Linked DNA regions of Mus musculus: regions 1 and 2 are each linked to region 3. The links are chromatin contacts, called in public promoter capture Hi-C maps. All regions are on one chromosome and are shown on one strand. The core of a region is the stretch at or near the end of the contact, and the rest is flanking DNA. Distances in the headings are between cores, read along the strand shown. Region 1 overlaps Dlg2 (discs large MAGUK scaffold protein 2). Region 2 has its middle 18 kb from the start of Ccdc90b. Region 3 holds the start of Prcp (prolylcarboxypeptidase (angiotensinase C)).

Region 1 (4,430 bases), core at 956-3,455, 450 kb before region 3:
ACTTAAGATTCGTGTCCGGAAGATCCCATTCGGGTGATCTGCAGCATGACTGGAAAGAGATTCAGACAGAAGCGTGACGTGTTGCGGTTATTTAGAGGAAACTGTATTTCCCAAAGTGAAGGGATTGTATTCACAGACACGCAGAGCAGAACCTTTCCCTGCACTCATTACTCATCTTGTTTTTCACAACGGAAATCACAGCGTGAGTTCTCTGTCATCCTTGAGCGCTGGAATCACCGTGATGGATGGGGCTGTGCCTTTGAGCTCTGACCAGTGTAGAGGTCAGACTCTGACAACGACCACCTGACACCTGAAGCTTTATCTCACTATCAGGACTCTGGTGATAGTTCCCAAGCCTTCCCTATAAAGTTGGAGTCTGTTGCCACCATTAAGGACCCATGCTACTCTCACTCCAACCTTTTCTCTGTACATTTTTCCACCCATCTTGTGAATGGCAATGGATCTCCAGATCAGAAGATTGGGGCTTTAGTATCAGTCTGGTTTTTTTTTTTTTTCCCATCTAAACTCTGATTTTGTGTAGTTTAATTTAGTTGCAGGGAATCATTCTTTCTCAGAATACACAAAATCCTGAATGGTCCCACACCAGCCCCCTTTTCTCAGACTTAAGGATGCCTCCTAAGCATTTCCAGGGCAAGTGTGGGCATGTGCCATTTAGGAAAGACTTTGAGTCTTATTGTACCTTCAGAATATAGGGTGGCCTAGCAGGGCCAATCCCAACAGCAAGTTCTCTTCAAGGTAGATGTAAAGAATGACTTAGGTTGGCAGTCATTTCTTACCACTACCAAGGCTCCAGTAACATATCATAAGAACTACCTAAGTCAGATGCAGGTATCTAAGCCATCCATGCAGTTACCACCTTTTGTGAAAACAGCTCCCTTTCCCCTGGTGCTGAAGCTATGAAAGAGAGACTAAGTATCACAGACTAAGTATGTCTGGGATGGTCAACCTATAGACTCTCTAGTACAGTATAAAGCAATGAGATTCACTGTCTTTCGGCCTTGGACAAGACAATCTCCCACCCCAAACCTCCTCCAACAGATACTGAATTGTTTTCAACATCCCTAACCTATCCTCACACCAAGGTTGTTCAACACTAAACCTAATACAAATATAGAGCAGAACATCTGGGATTTGCAGCTGAGCTGAGACAACCCCTGAGCAACTAGTTGATCTAGTGCATAAATTTGATTTAAAACTATTGCCAAAGTTGACTCAAGGTCAACCCTGAAGCACAGGACATGCAATGAATCCTAGAAAAGCATTGCTGCCCTTAGTTCCCATCCTGAAGCTTCAAGACAAGTAGCAGTGATCCTAACAGTCTAGGACACATTTCTCGAGTTGGAGCAGAGACCAGGACTGGAAGCAGGGTCTCCCACTTGCTAAGTTCATGCTCTACCCCACAGCTATAGCCTCAGTGTCCTCTGTTTGAATCCAATTTAACTGACCAAAGACACCTTGCTGGTGACTCAGTGTTAGACGAAACCTCTAGCATCCTGTAATAATAGTCTGACAAAGTTTCTATGTCTTAAATGAAATAGACACTTGCTCTTGGACCACATGCTTAGAAAAATAAAATGGGAGATTAATTAAAAGAATCAGAAATTCTAACAAAGTAGCTTGAAAATTATTGGATGGACCCATTCCTAAGTGGCTTTATTCATAATGCTTGGTGTGGAGGCATGGCACTCCGTTTCTAATGTCAGATAAAAAAGCACTCTCTTCATTGCCCCACTGCAGAGGGCTAGCAGCCCATTATCACACAGTTACAACTGTGCGATAACTAGACACCAGAGTTTTATGAAGATGGAGGGAATTTTGAATGGTTCAAGAAGAGAGCACAAGGAAACTTAACCCTCAACTGTGCATTTCCTGCGTTTTGAAGCAGGAACTGTAGCTCTCGGGGTGGCTGGTCATTTGTCAACTGTAATTTTCCTTTCTTTTCTTCTCAGGAGGACAAGAAGATCTCATTCTTTCCTATGAACCTGTCACGAGGCAGGAAAGTAAGTTTCCTGACATGCCCATGTTCCCGATTTCCAGGCTATGACAGGTGACACCAAACTCTGCTTAATACTCAGACACAGGCTCAGCAACTGCTCCCAGGAGGACAGAACAGTCCTGTGGTGGTCTCAATAAGAAGGCACATATTCAAATCACTTACGGACCTAAGCTGGAGGAGTGGCTGGGAAGAGCTCAGGGCAGCTGCTGCCAGCCCAGTTTCCCTAGCAGAGCTCAGAAGCAGGCCACCTGCAGACTGCCTCAGGAGTCTGAGTCTGTCTGTCTGTCTGGAGACATTCATACAGAGGCTGATGGTGACCTATAGAGATGTTACAGAGAAAATGGAAGCATCAGCTGGGGAGTTACACCAAATAGACTAAAATACCTTCTAAAACACAAAAGAATCGGGAAGCCCCTAATGAGTACAGACCCATGAAGTGTCTCTACTGGTAACAATGGCTGAAAACATGGTTGTTTTGTTTTGTCTTTTCTCCTAGGTTCCCTAAATCTAGGTGTTTTGACTCAAAGTTAAAATCTGTAAGAAAGAAAACTCCTAAACCTTTTCATTGGCAGCTGCTGTAGCTGCTTTATTCTCTGTTAGTCAATTCCAGAAAGCAGCAGAGTCAACATGCTGAGGGCTAAACATGCATTTCTGTATGCAGGGCTTTATGGGTAATTTACCCCAGGTTAAGGCCTTAGCGCATCTTAGTTGCTGGCAGTTTGCCATAAAGAATCACTTCTGCAGAAGTGCAGGACTGCATCCGTATTGCAGGGTTTTAAATCTCCCTCCTCACCTGCATTTTCCTTTCTCTGTCTACAGTAAACTACACGCGGCCAGTGATTATCCTGGGCCCCATGAAGGATCGAATCAATGATGACTTGATATCTGAATTTCCTGATAAATTTGGCTCCTGTGTGCCTCGTAAGTATCGCTTTTCTCTTCTGTGGGCTAAAGCTGGAATCCTTGGTGGATGATCAAATATAATCCTGCCCTTTCGAGAAGAATCTCTGGTGTGATTCGCATGTCATCAGTTGCCCATTATCTGAACACTGGACTTGGTGGATCCGCCCAGCTCTTTTCATCTGGGCTGTCACACATAATGTTTTCTGTTGATAAGGACTGACCTCCATCCCCAGAAGATAAGACATCCTGAAAACTCTCCTAACACTTAAAACAAACAACAAGCTATTTATAAGCCTCTGAGTTCTCCTAGATTGGTTGAAATGCCACTGTAGGATCTGTAGGAGTAATAAGAAGCAAAATTGAAATTGAAACCAGACATTGAAATTGTCTCTGAATGACTTAATACAAAGTATCAGTCCTTAAGCCAAGCAGCTTTGCTCTTGTGTGTTTTCACAGTCCCAGGTTATCAAGGATTTTATATATTATATATTTATACTATATTATATAGTATATATTAATATTGTGTATAATATATAATATATATCATCGTTAGGTGGGAAGGGCTAAGGGAAAGCTTGTTCGAAGCATCTGCCCAGCTGAGCTGCCACAGAGAACTAAATGAGAGGAACGTAAACCTTATTACATTTCCCCCTGTGCCCTGCACACACGTTCCGATTTCTTTTTCCATTTTTCTTTCATCAATTGCACAGTTCTATAGTAATAAATACATATTGATTATTTATGACAGAATTTATATTACTTATATGACAGAATTTTTTAAAAAGTTAGCCAAGAAGCTGAAAAATATACATAATCCCACTTAATACCCAGAAATAAAATCATTCTTCTTTCCAGTACATTTTCATGTATTTAAATCTTTAAATCTAAGATGTTATATAATGACTAAAAGTAATTATATTCACAAAAAAATGTATAGACCTTTTAAATGTCCTTTCCTTTTTAATATAGTGGGCTAGAATAAAATATAATTATGTGTTATAAATCACTATAGTGATATATTTATTTACCTTTTGATCAATTTTAAGATAAATATTTAGAAAAACTGATTTGAAGGTTGGGTATATATTCTTTTTAAAGCTATATAGCAAGTTAGAGAAATGACTGAAGGAGCTGACAGGGCTTGCCACCCCATAGGAAGAACAACAATATCAACCAACCAGACACCCCAGAGCTCCCAGGGACTAAACCACCAACCAAGAAGTACCCATAGTGGGAGCCATGGCTCCAGATGCATATGTAGCAGAGGATGGCTTTGTCGGGCATAAATGGGAGGAGAGGGCATTGGTCTTTCAAAGACTCAATGCCCCAGTGTAGGGGAATTTGAGGGCAGGGAGGCAGGAGTGGGTGGGTGCATGGGGGAACACCCTCATAGAAGCAGGGGGAGGGGAGAAGGGATAGGGAGTTTCTGGGGGGGAATCTGGGAAACATTTGAAATGTAAATAAAGAAAATGTCCAATAAAAAAAGAAGCAATATAACTATTTCCCCTTT
Region 2 (4,486 bases), core at 1,722-4,221, 330 kb before region 3:
CAAGAGTAAGTAATCCAGATTCTGGCAAAGAAAAACTATACACAGAAAGGAACAGTAGTAATTACCTAAGCCAACCTTGTTTTCTCTCTGGAACTTGATTAGAGAACAATACGAGAATCTAATATTTAAGAGAGAAAGCTCAAGAGTGCCATGCTGGTTATTCTTCACTTGCTCTCACTCTCATTAGCGACCCATTCTCCATTCTTCTCTGCCCTGACATCACTCGTGGTTAGTCTCTGTGAGGCACCACTATGGACCATTACTCTCTGGCTTCTGCCTAGGTTCACAGTAATGAACAGAACAACTAGCAAAAGGCTGAAGATGAAAGAAAGAAATGCCTTGGAACTTATTTCTTCCACATGTCCCACCTCTCCTTCTTACACTCATTTTGGCAACATTGCCCTTCCTCTATAGCTGCCATTATTCTCAGGCAAAGCTTACACAGCTCCGACTTCTATCCAGGCTCCAAGGGCACCATTTCCACAGGCCCACCAATAATAACACCTGCAGGCATTGCCAGTGTCTCTGCCCAAACTTTTGCAAATTGTCTTCTCATCAAAAAGTTGCTTTAAAAAACCCCAGATGAGGGGTTGAGGAGATGGCTCACTAGTTAAGAGCACATATTGCTCTTGCACAGAACCCAGGACCAGTTCCCAGTACCCATCATCCATAATGCCAGCTCTATGAGATCCAACCCCCATCTCCTGACCTTCACAGGCACCAGACATACATGTGGCACATACATATATACATATATACATATATACATACAGTAAAACACTTGCACACAAAATAAAATAATCTATAAAATTTCCAGCTAAGGAATGCAACTGTGGCCTAAACTGATCCAAAAATAAAGAGACAAGGAAAACTCAGCTTATGGTATAGCAAAGTCTTACCACTGAGGCGCTAGATTCACCAGGTCTCCTTATTTAAACTCTACATTACTGATAGCCCCTCTACCACAAAGTAGTACCTTATCTTTTCATTTTCCCTAGACTCCAGGACTGAGCTTACTACATATATGTTTTCCTTATGTTCACATGTCTATTCAATAAGTGCTACATTGTACATTGGGCCTGATAGCACATACTTGTAATCATACATTCTTGAGATTAAGCAGGAGGAGAGTGAGTTTGAGGCCAACCTGTCTTAGTTAGGGTTTTACTGCTGTCAACAGACACCATACCCAAGGTAAGTCTTATATAGGACAACATGTAATTGGGGCTGGCTTACAGGTTGAGAGGTTCAGTCCATTATCATCAAGGTGGGAGCATGGCAGCTTCTAGACAGGCATGGTGCAGGCAGAACTGAGCGTTCTACTTCTTCATCTGAAGGCTGCTAGTGGAAGACTGACTTCCAGGCAGCTGGAACTAGGGTATTAAAGCTCACTCCCACAGTGACACAACTATTCCAACAAGGCCACACCTACTCCAACAGGGCCACAGCTTCTAATAGTACCACTCCTATACTCTAAGCTGCATCACAAGACTCTTTCTTTCTTCCATTTTATCTCATTCTCTTGTTTCCACACCACCTCCTATGGCTGGAAGGTTGACAGGTAGGCACTTACTATTGGTGCTTACTATTGGCCTTCAGAGCTGACACAAATTATGAGAAGGCCACTTCATTGCAGCCTCCATGAGTACTTGTATCCATCAAAAGCAAGAGAAGAACACTCTCTGGACATGGACTCGGCTGTCAACCCAGAGACTCTCCAGAATTACCAAGCAGGAAAAATAAATGGAGTAGAAAAATTATTTATCCCTTTATAAAGGACCTCTCTTACACCCGTTCCTTTGTGACTGACGCAGTACCCTCAACTGATTTTCCTCCTGCGAGGAGAACTTTCCCATCTTATGTCTTCCAGAGAGGATTCCCAGCTCAGAGTCACATTTTTCCCACAGGCTTAAATACCTGACAAGTTGACTAAGCTTTTGAGAGAACCAAACTCCTATGATTCTTTTGTGTCCTGATTTCATTAACATTTTTAAACTCTGCTGTTACTAAATTTTTCTATTCTTGCACCTGTTCGCATATTTTATCTGGAAGGCAACCTGCCACTGAGCATTGACCTGGAAAATGAGAACCCAAAACTAAAAAATAAACTAAGAATCTGGATAAAGCTAAAAATAACTTCAATCACTATTAAGAGATATTCCATCATTTCAGGAGGACTAGCTAACTTCCCAGTTCTTTCTAACTTTAAGAATCTTTCAAAGGCCCTGAGTACTGGTGCATACCTTTAATTCTAGCACTTGGGGGGCTAAGGAAGGTGGGTCTCTGTGAATTCAAGGCCATCCTGGTCTACCTTTCAAATTCCAGGACAAATAGGGCTCATGTATCCCTATTTGATCTCTGTATCAGAGAGAGAGAGAGAGAGAGAGAGAGAGAGAGAGAGAGAGAGAGAGAGAGTTTTTTTTTTTTGCTTAAATGATAAAATTTCATTCTTGGTCCACTTTCAGTTCACCACTGAATGGTGTTCTTCTGTCTCCCAGTGATGGAGGTTGAAGGTACCACTTGTCTCCTTGAAATGTCATCCTCTCCTAGTCTCTGAAGCAAGTTGCCCTGAGACAAGAATATCATTTTCCTTCTAACCATCCCTGTGTTGTTTTGAGGGACTACTAGTTACCCCATGGGCAGGGACTCCTGGTTCGGGCTCTAGGCAGCACAGTTTCTCCAGGAACTATTGCTGTGTAAGAAAGAGTGAGTTTCCCAATATCTCCCCTAGAGACTTCCTGCAGCTTAACTGTGGCACACACTGGAAAACAGCTTATCCAGGCTACTCTACTGCGTCGGGTAAGACAACAACAGTAGAAGCACAACTTCCCAAACCTCCTGGAACATAAACTGAGTGTGATCTAGTTCCTCTAGTCAAATGTGATGGCTTGAGACTTACGTTCAGAGCTGAGTTGGATGGAGAAAGAGACACAGTGTGAGCCATCACATATTTCACATAAATTGGAATTGAGCTGACTTGGTTCCAGAGCAGAGCAGAGCAGCCGCTTCCTGACTGGGTGAAAGCTTAAATGCTGCAGTGTGATTCTGGGTAATGATTCCTGGAAGCTCAGATTAAGTTCTGCGTCTTTGTTGCTTCCAGCAATTCTGTGGTCCATAAATGCTTTTTCTCAAACTTCCCACTGAGGCAAGTGGAACAGATTCTGCCATTTCTGAGTACACTCTCTAAATGATGCCGCACAGTCTCTCCTATGCTCCCGTCTTGCACATTCCAAAATTAGTCCTACAACTGGTAACTCCTTTATGCTTTCTTGTGGCTCGGTTTACCCAAGCTCTATTGTGAACTTGTTCTGCTTCAGATCCTGGGCTGGAACCTGGGCTATTGTCTTTTCCCTTTTAGAGAAACAATAAATTGTGTAGTCACTATTAATCAGAGATAGCTAATCTAATTTTATATAGGAGATGCTTGTGTCTCTAGGGGGCTTAGAGGGAAGATACACATGTTGAGGATGAATACTTGAAAGGCATTTTTCATATTTGTTCTATGTTGTCCACTGAGCACTACTCTGTGCATCTTCTAATTCATGAATCAAGAGTGACAAATGTCCTTAGAGGTGATGGACTTTAATCTACCATGAACCAGAAACATTGCAAATCATAATCAGCCTGTCTTCCATAAAGATTACAAAACACACAAGTTTTCCATTGACTTTACCTGTGTCTTCAAATAGATGCTGTCATTCCTGGCTTACAAAATGCTACCTACAGGCAACTGTTGGGAATGAGAATGCTGTTTATCAAGGGAATTGTGGAGTTAGCAGCATTCCAGCTTTATCTCTCATTCAGCTCTCCATCCAGAGCTTCATGAATATCTGACCTCCCTCATGTCTCTGACATGGCCTCCCTTACTCTGATACTCCATACTGCTCTCCTGCCTTGTTAATATCCTGCCTATCCACCATGGCCCAGCTAAAATGCTACCTGTACTACAAATCTTCAATCACTATAAGTGAAAGCAATTCATTCCACATCTCTACAGTATACTATTGGCATTTACAGATGTCTATGTTATTCACTTTGACCACTTGCAAACCACCCTGGACATCCAGACCATGAACTAACTTGAGTTTTTATTGGCGCAGACTGTGATTCACAGCTACTGTAAGGAGAATGTCAATGATCTAACCAAATGGTGAGGCGTGGTAAAATGAAGTCCCCAGGAAAGAAGATGGTGGATCATGCCCCTGTTCCCACCTCCATCTTCACTCTATCTTATGAAAAAGAAAAGAATAAGCTGGGTGTGGTGGCGCACACCTTTAATGCCAGCACTTGGGAGGCAGAGGCAGGTGGATTTCTGGGTTCGAGGCCAGCCTGGTCTACAGAGTGAGTTCCAGGATAGCCAGGATCACACAGAGAAACCCTGTCTCAAAAAACAAAAAAACAAACAAAAAAGAAAAAGAAAGAAAGAAAAGAAAAGAGTAGTCATGCATTCATTCTAGTTCCTCAACTTCATCTGAAGGGTCTAGGG
Region 3 (4,841 bases), core at 892-3,391:
CAGGGCTATACAGAAAAACCCTGTCTCAAAAAACAACAACAACAACAACAACAACAAAAAACCAAAACAAACAAAACAAAAAAACAACAAAAAAAAATCCTGTTATCTTAACTCACACACATAAAACATAAAGCAAAACAAACCAGAACGGCTTTACAAACTAAGCAATTACTAACGAGTCAGAACATGCCTTAGGTGTGGTGGGATAAAAAGAAGTTTGGGAGGTTGAGAGGGTGGTGCTTTTGAGGAACACACAAGGTAATCTGGGGTTCGGGATAATTCAGTATGTCATGAACAGAGTGTGTGTGTGATATCCTGGGTTTCACCTCCCACACTGAGAGGGTATATGTGTGTGTGTGTGTGTGTGTGTGTGGGGGGTATGACAGGGTCTAGAACTGAAGTTAGAGAGGCAAGCAAGGCCAAAGAGCTTTTAACCTAAGTTACAGATTTTGAACTTAAAAATATCGGGACAAACAGAAGCTTCTAAAACAAGTGGTGAGTATCTAGGTAAAGAATTTTTCACCCATCTGCCTGGTCTTGGAGGCTACTACTGTCACTGCATGCAGCTGTCACAGGTTAGATTATGGTAGTGGCAGTGTTCAGTGGGGAGTTGGATTTGGATCTCAGGTGTGGGTTCGTGAGAGCAGGGAAAATAGAAACCTTTCAATTTCTGGACTGCGTACATTACTCAGTAAAATACTTTCTCTGGGCAGTCAAAGTCATCTGAAAAAAATAAAACAAACCATCTTTGCCAGCACCTAGCACAGTAACCTGCTGACATAGTTTTATGCCCCCGTTGAAAGTCGAGCCCTTTCCTTTCTGGGTTTTTGGGGATCCGCAGCAACAGTAAAGTGCTGATAAACCTTCGCCAAGGAACATGAAAAGTATTGACTTTCCCGTTTAACCTCGTAGCCGGCGTTTACGGCCAGAAGTCCTGAAATCAATCCATACGGAGTGCAAGGTTACAGCGCCTCGTCAGGAGTCTCTCCACCTAGAGCCCCCCAAGAACTCCTTTTTTCAGCGTCTCACCTGAGGCAAAGGACACAGACAAGCCCGGGCAACCGCTCCGCCCTCCGGCCGCTCGGTCCGCCGCTCTCCAAACGCCAGCAATCGAATCTCCCGCGTCCTCTTCCGCCGGAAGGACCGTCTTGACGGACTTTCAGGAGAGCCAATCAGAAAACGCCCTGCAGGGCGTGTCCCCACCCCACCACCCACCCCCGGGCAAGCGACCCTTCTTGTAAAGCTAGGGGTAGCTGTGGGTTTCGAGGGTCGTTCTTCATCGACTGGTGGAGCGGTAGTTCTCTCGGCGAAGTGCGAGGGAAGCCGGGAAGGCTCGAGGCGTGGGAAGGAGTGGCTTCAGACGGACGCCGAGGGCGTGGGAGCGGATGAAAGTTGGCGCCGCGGGCTGGACAGGAGGGGGCGCTGTTGTAGAGGGAGTCGCCATCGCGGAGCATGGATGGATTACCGAGGCTTAGAGAAGGCTTAGTCTGCGCGCAACACCCAGCGGCCACAGGAGGGACGGGTCGTGCGGGCAATGCGGACGATGGGGGTGACCCGAGAACTGAACACCGGTGGGGCTGCTTAGGCGGGAACAACAGAGGCGAAGAGCCCGAACGGCCTACAAGGAAGGGGGCAGAGCGATCTGTGAACCTCGCTCCATTTCCTGCTACTTGAGGGGCCCAGCATCGAGTCCCTGTACTTGTTTCCTCACCTAAGTAGAGGGGAGAGTCCAACTCCGTCTGGAAGGTTGCTGTTCTGGTTGAGTGTGGGTCACGTGTGTGCCGTCATGCCTGGTGACAATAGACTCACTCTCCCTCCCTCCTCCTCCCGCCCCGTGCCATTATAAGGGATTTGCGGAGAGCTGGGGTGTTACGTGGGACTGAGGTTGCGGGGACAGTGTGATGGTGGCAATAAAGGCGGGGATATGGCATAACCTAGGGTAGCGATAGGGCTTGGGGAGCCATAGATAAGGATGGGGCAAAACCCTGCGTAGTAAAGGCCGACGTAGAGTGTGACCTCAGTGGAGGTGGGCGGGGAGAAGGAGGATGGCGAGTGGCAAGTGTGGAGGCAACGCCTTTGGGGCCAGGAGCTGCCTGGTTTTAGGTTTCCCGGGGGAGGAGCTGGTCTGCAGCGGGCGGAGCTACGAGCTGGGCCCGGCTTAGTCTTTGCGCTTCTGCTGGTGGCTCTCTTTCTTTAGTCGCCCACACTGTGGCTGCCATCCCCAGCCATGGGCTGCCGGGCTCTCCTGCTCCTGTCTTTCCTATTACTCGGGGCCGCCACAACCATCCCGCCTAGGCTAAAGACCCTCGGCAGCCCGCATTTGTCAGCCAGTCCCACACCCGACCCTGCTGTAGCCCGTAAATACTCAGTTCTTTACTTCGAACAGAAGGTAAGCAGAGGCTGGGGAGTAAGGGTTCTAGGTCCCACGTCCCAACCGCCCGCCCATACCTTGCTTGGCTGTTGGAGCACCGCCGCCCACTCCAAAATTCAGACTCTGATACTTAGGACTTGACTTGGTTTTAGTTCACATTTTCTGGAGGGTGGTCTTAAGCCTTAATTATTCGAGTGTTTCCCAACAGAGACCATGAGAAATTTATCCCTCCAGTTCTGGAGGTCCAGGATACATATTTTTAACTCTTCATTTTAGGAAATGCCTCAATCTAAACTCTTTGTTTACCTTGGCCAAAACCAGATTATGGAGACTAACCTTTGACCCCATACCTCTCACCTCAAATTCTTAGGTATGGAGGCTAACCTTCACCTTTAGGTCTCTCAACACAAATTCAGATGTACCCATTACATAAGAATGTATCGCTTCACTAAACTGCTTCTCTCAGCTGAAATGTTACCTTTAGAGGCTAAAAGGTCTGTATCCCCATCTGAAGTGAGTGCAAGGATCAGGTCTCTCTGGTCTTGAACTTGAGTTCACAGTTTTAAGACAGGCTTCTCCAATGCCTTTGTATTTGGTGGCAGCATGAGACCATAGGTCATTACCCTATAGGTCTGAATGAAAAGTACCTGTGTCCTCTGAAATGACAAGGCTATATAATTCTATAGTTCTAGGAGTCTCTGAGGCCTGAATGCACAAGGCACTGGGATTAGAAAGAGTACAGTCGTCTGATCTTGGCTTTAGAAGTCACATCAGGATTCTGGCCTCACTCTGTGATCTTGGACAAGTTACAGTTAGTTTCTGAGCCAAGTTTCTTGGCTTACTGCAGAAGGTTGCAGTGATGACTAACTGAAGCAGCTAAGAACCATAAGCCCTAGCAGAGTAGCTGCCCTGAATAGAAGGTTACCGATGGAGGCATGCTTATTGATGGGACGTTTGACTAGGTAGGAATTTGGGAAAGAGGGAAGACATGGGGTTGTAGAACAATTTAGTTTTGAAGTAAAAAAAAAAAAAAAAAGACCTAGAAATTTAAGTTTGGGTTTCAAAAAAAAAAGAAAAACGAAAAGAAAAGAAAGGAAGAAAGCAAGCAAACATTTTAATTTAGCTGAGGTAGCAGAAGTCTTTCTGGAACGGCCCCTTTAATTTCTACAGCGGCTTATTTGTAAGTTGAGAAGTTGGAGGCAGGACCATGGAGTTTTATGCTTTCCCTAGGAAAACCTTTCTGTGGAGCGAGCTATGGCTGTCTAGCTGAAGTGAAGGCTGTGTTAAGAACTCTAGGACTTCCTCTTTTCTGTAGCTCTGCTCTCCGCCCACACTGTAAAACAAAGCCGAACTCATGGCTTTTTCCTATGGAACGACTCTTAATCCTTGTACTGAAACCTCTTTTACACACATATAATTCTTCATAGCATCCAGTTATTAGCAGTAAAGTTAGAGGGGGAAGCTTTAGTACATACGGTCTCTAAAAATCTCCCTGGGAATACTGCTTCCAGAGAATGCAGGGGTAAAGGGTGGAATGATGCTAATTTATTTTCCTCTCTCCTCCCCCCCCCCCCCGCCGTGTGTGTGTGTGTGTGTGTGTGTGTGTGTGTGTGTGTGTGTGTGTTACTCACCAGTGCACATATGAAGGACAGGAGGATGTGAGGTGCCCTGTGCTATCACTCTCTGCCTTATTCCCTTGAATGAGAGACTGGAGAATGTTCTTATTGAACCTGGAAGCCTGGCCTTCACCCATGGCAAGTGTGGGGTTACAGGCAAGTGTGGAGCCATGACTGACTTTTCGTGTGGGTGCTAAGGTCTGAACTCGGGTTCTTAGGTTTGCATGACAGGTGCATTTCCCTCCCGGCCAATTTTCTTTTTCTTTCTTTCTTTCTTTCTTTCTTTCTTTCTTTCTTTTTTTTTTTTTTTTTTTTTTTGTATAGAATAGAGTTTATTTAGGGGTTTATTTATTTATTTATTAAAGGTGTGTGCCACCACCCTCAGCTTACAGAAACTCTGCTAAAGGCAAACATTTCATTGGGGCTGGCTTACAGTTTCAGAGGTTTAGTCCATTATCATCATGGCAGGAAGTATGACAGCCTGCAGGCAGACATGGTGCTGGAGGAGCCAAGAGTTCTACATCTTGATCAACAGGCAGCAGGAGACTATAAGTAGTTGGAGCATATATAACCTCAAAGCCCACCTCCACTGCCACACTTTCTTGAACAAGGCCACACCTCCAATAAGACCATATCTTATTATCTTATATAGTAGTGCCACTCCCTGTGGGCCAAGCATTTATACACATGAGTATATGGGGGCCATACCTGTTCAAATCATCACAGGTAGTATATTTGATTTTACTCAGCAAAACTTTATACTCTAGGATTGTACTGAGTTTATACTTTTAGACATTTTTACTGACATGTTTTATTAATGTGGTGCTGGGAATTAAACCCAGGGCTTTGTGTGT

The links. Promoter capture Hi-C pulls out the DNA fragments that hold promoters and counts their contacts.
Region 1: a promoter capture Hi-C map of pre-B cells shows a contact between it and region 3, with 2.3 times the contacts expected there. The contact joins the enhancer-like site here to the promoter of Prcp in region 3. A contact is called at or near these places in 5 of 39 promoter capture datasets (the C10 cell line, hematopoietic stem and progenitor cells, hippocampal neurons and 2 more), 1 of 15 datasets of contacts at CTCF or cohesin (large pre-B cells), 2 of 484 Hi-C or Micro-C datasets (muscle stem cells and olfactory sensory neurons) and 1 of 9 other capture datasets (liver).
Region 2: a promoter capture Hi-C map of 3T3-L1-derived adipocytes shows a contact between it and region 3, with 3 times the contacts expected there. The contact joins the enhancer-like site here to the promoter of Prcp in region 3. A contact is called at or near these places in 15 of 39 promoter capture datasets (the 3T3-L1 cell line, 3T3-L1-derived adipocytes, the C10 cell line and 10 more), 1 of 15 datasets of contacts at CTCF or cohesin (large pre-B cells), 11 of 115 datasets of contacts at active chromatin or transcription factors (DN3 thymocytes, differentiating embryonic stem cells, embryonic basal ganglia and 7 more) and 2 of 9 other capture datasets (adipose tissue and liver).

Annotation. Positions count from the first base shown.
Region 1 is chr7:92,425,721-92,430,150 of GRCm38.p6, forward strand. It overlaps Dlg2 (discs large MAGUK scaffold protein 2), which reads left to right. Exons shown (of 23, transcript NM_011807.3): 18 at 1,971-2,021; 19 at 2,837-2,938. Among named protein-coding and RNA genes, the nearest start is that of Ccdc90b, 130 kb to the right of the region's middle. Within about 2 kb of position 2,206, at least 7 of the 459 cell types and tissues checked have an H3K27ac peak or open chromatin away from gene starts, as enhancers often do. A contact at or near this core is called in pre-B cells, where this site is marked.
Region 2 is chr7:92,540,415-92,544,900 of GRCm38.p6, forward strand. No RefSeq gene overlaps it. Among named protein-coding and RNA genes, the nearest start is that of Ccdc90b, 18 kb to the right of the region's middle. Within about 2 kb of position 2,972, at least 3 of the 459 cell types and tissues checked have an H3K27ac peak or open chromatin away from gene starts, as enhancers often do. A contact at or near this core is called in 3T3-L1-derived adipocytes, where this site is marked.
Region 3 is chr7:92,873,112-92,877,952 of GRCm38.p6, forward strand. It overlaps Prcp (prolylcarboxypeptidase (angiotensinase C)), which reads left to right and starts at 2,142. Exons shown (of 9, transcript NM_028243.3): 1 at 2,142-2,389. The coding sequence starts at 2,228. It overlaps Ddias (DNA damage-induced apoptosis suppressor), which reads right to left and starts at 1,136. Exons shown (of 6, transcript NM_001355126.1): 1 at 1,030-1,136. It overlaps Gm40448 (a long non-coding RNA gene), which reads left to right and starts at 4,277. Exons shown (of 2, transcript XR_869796.3): 1 at 4,277-4,841.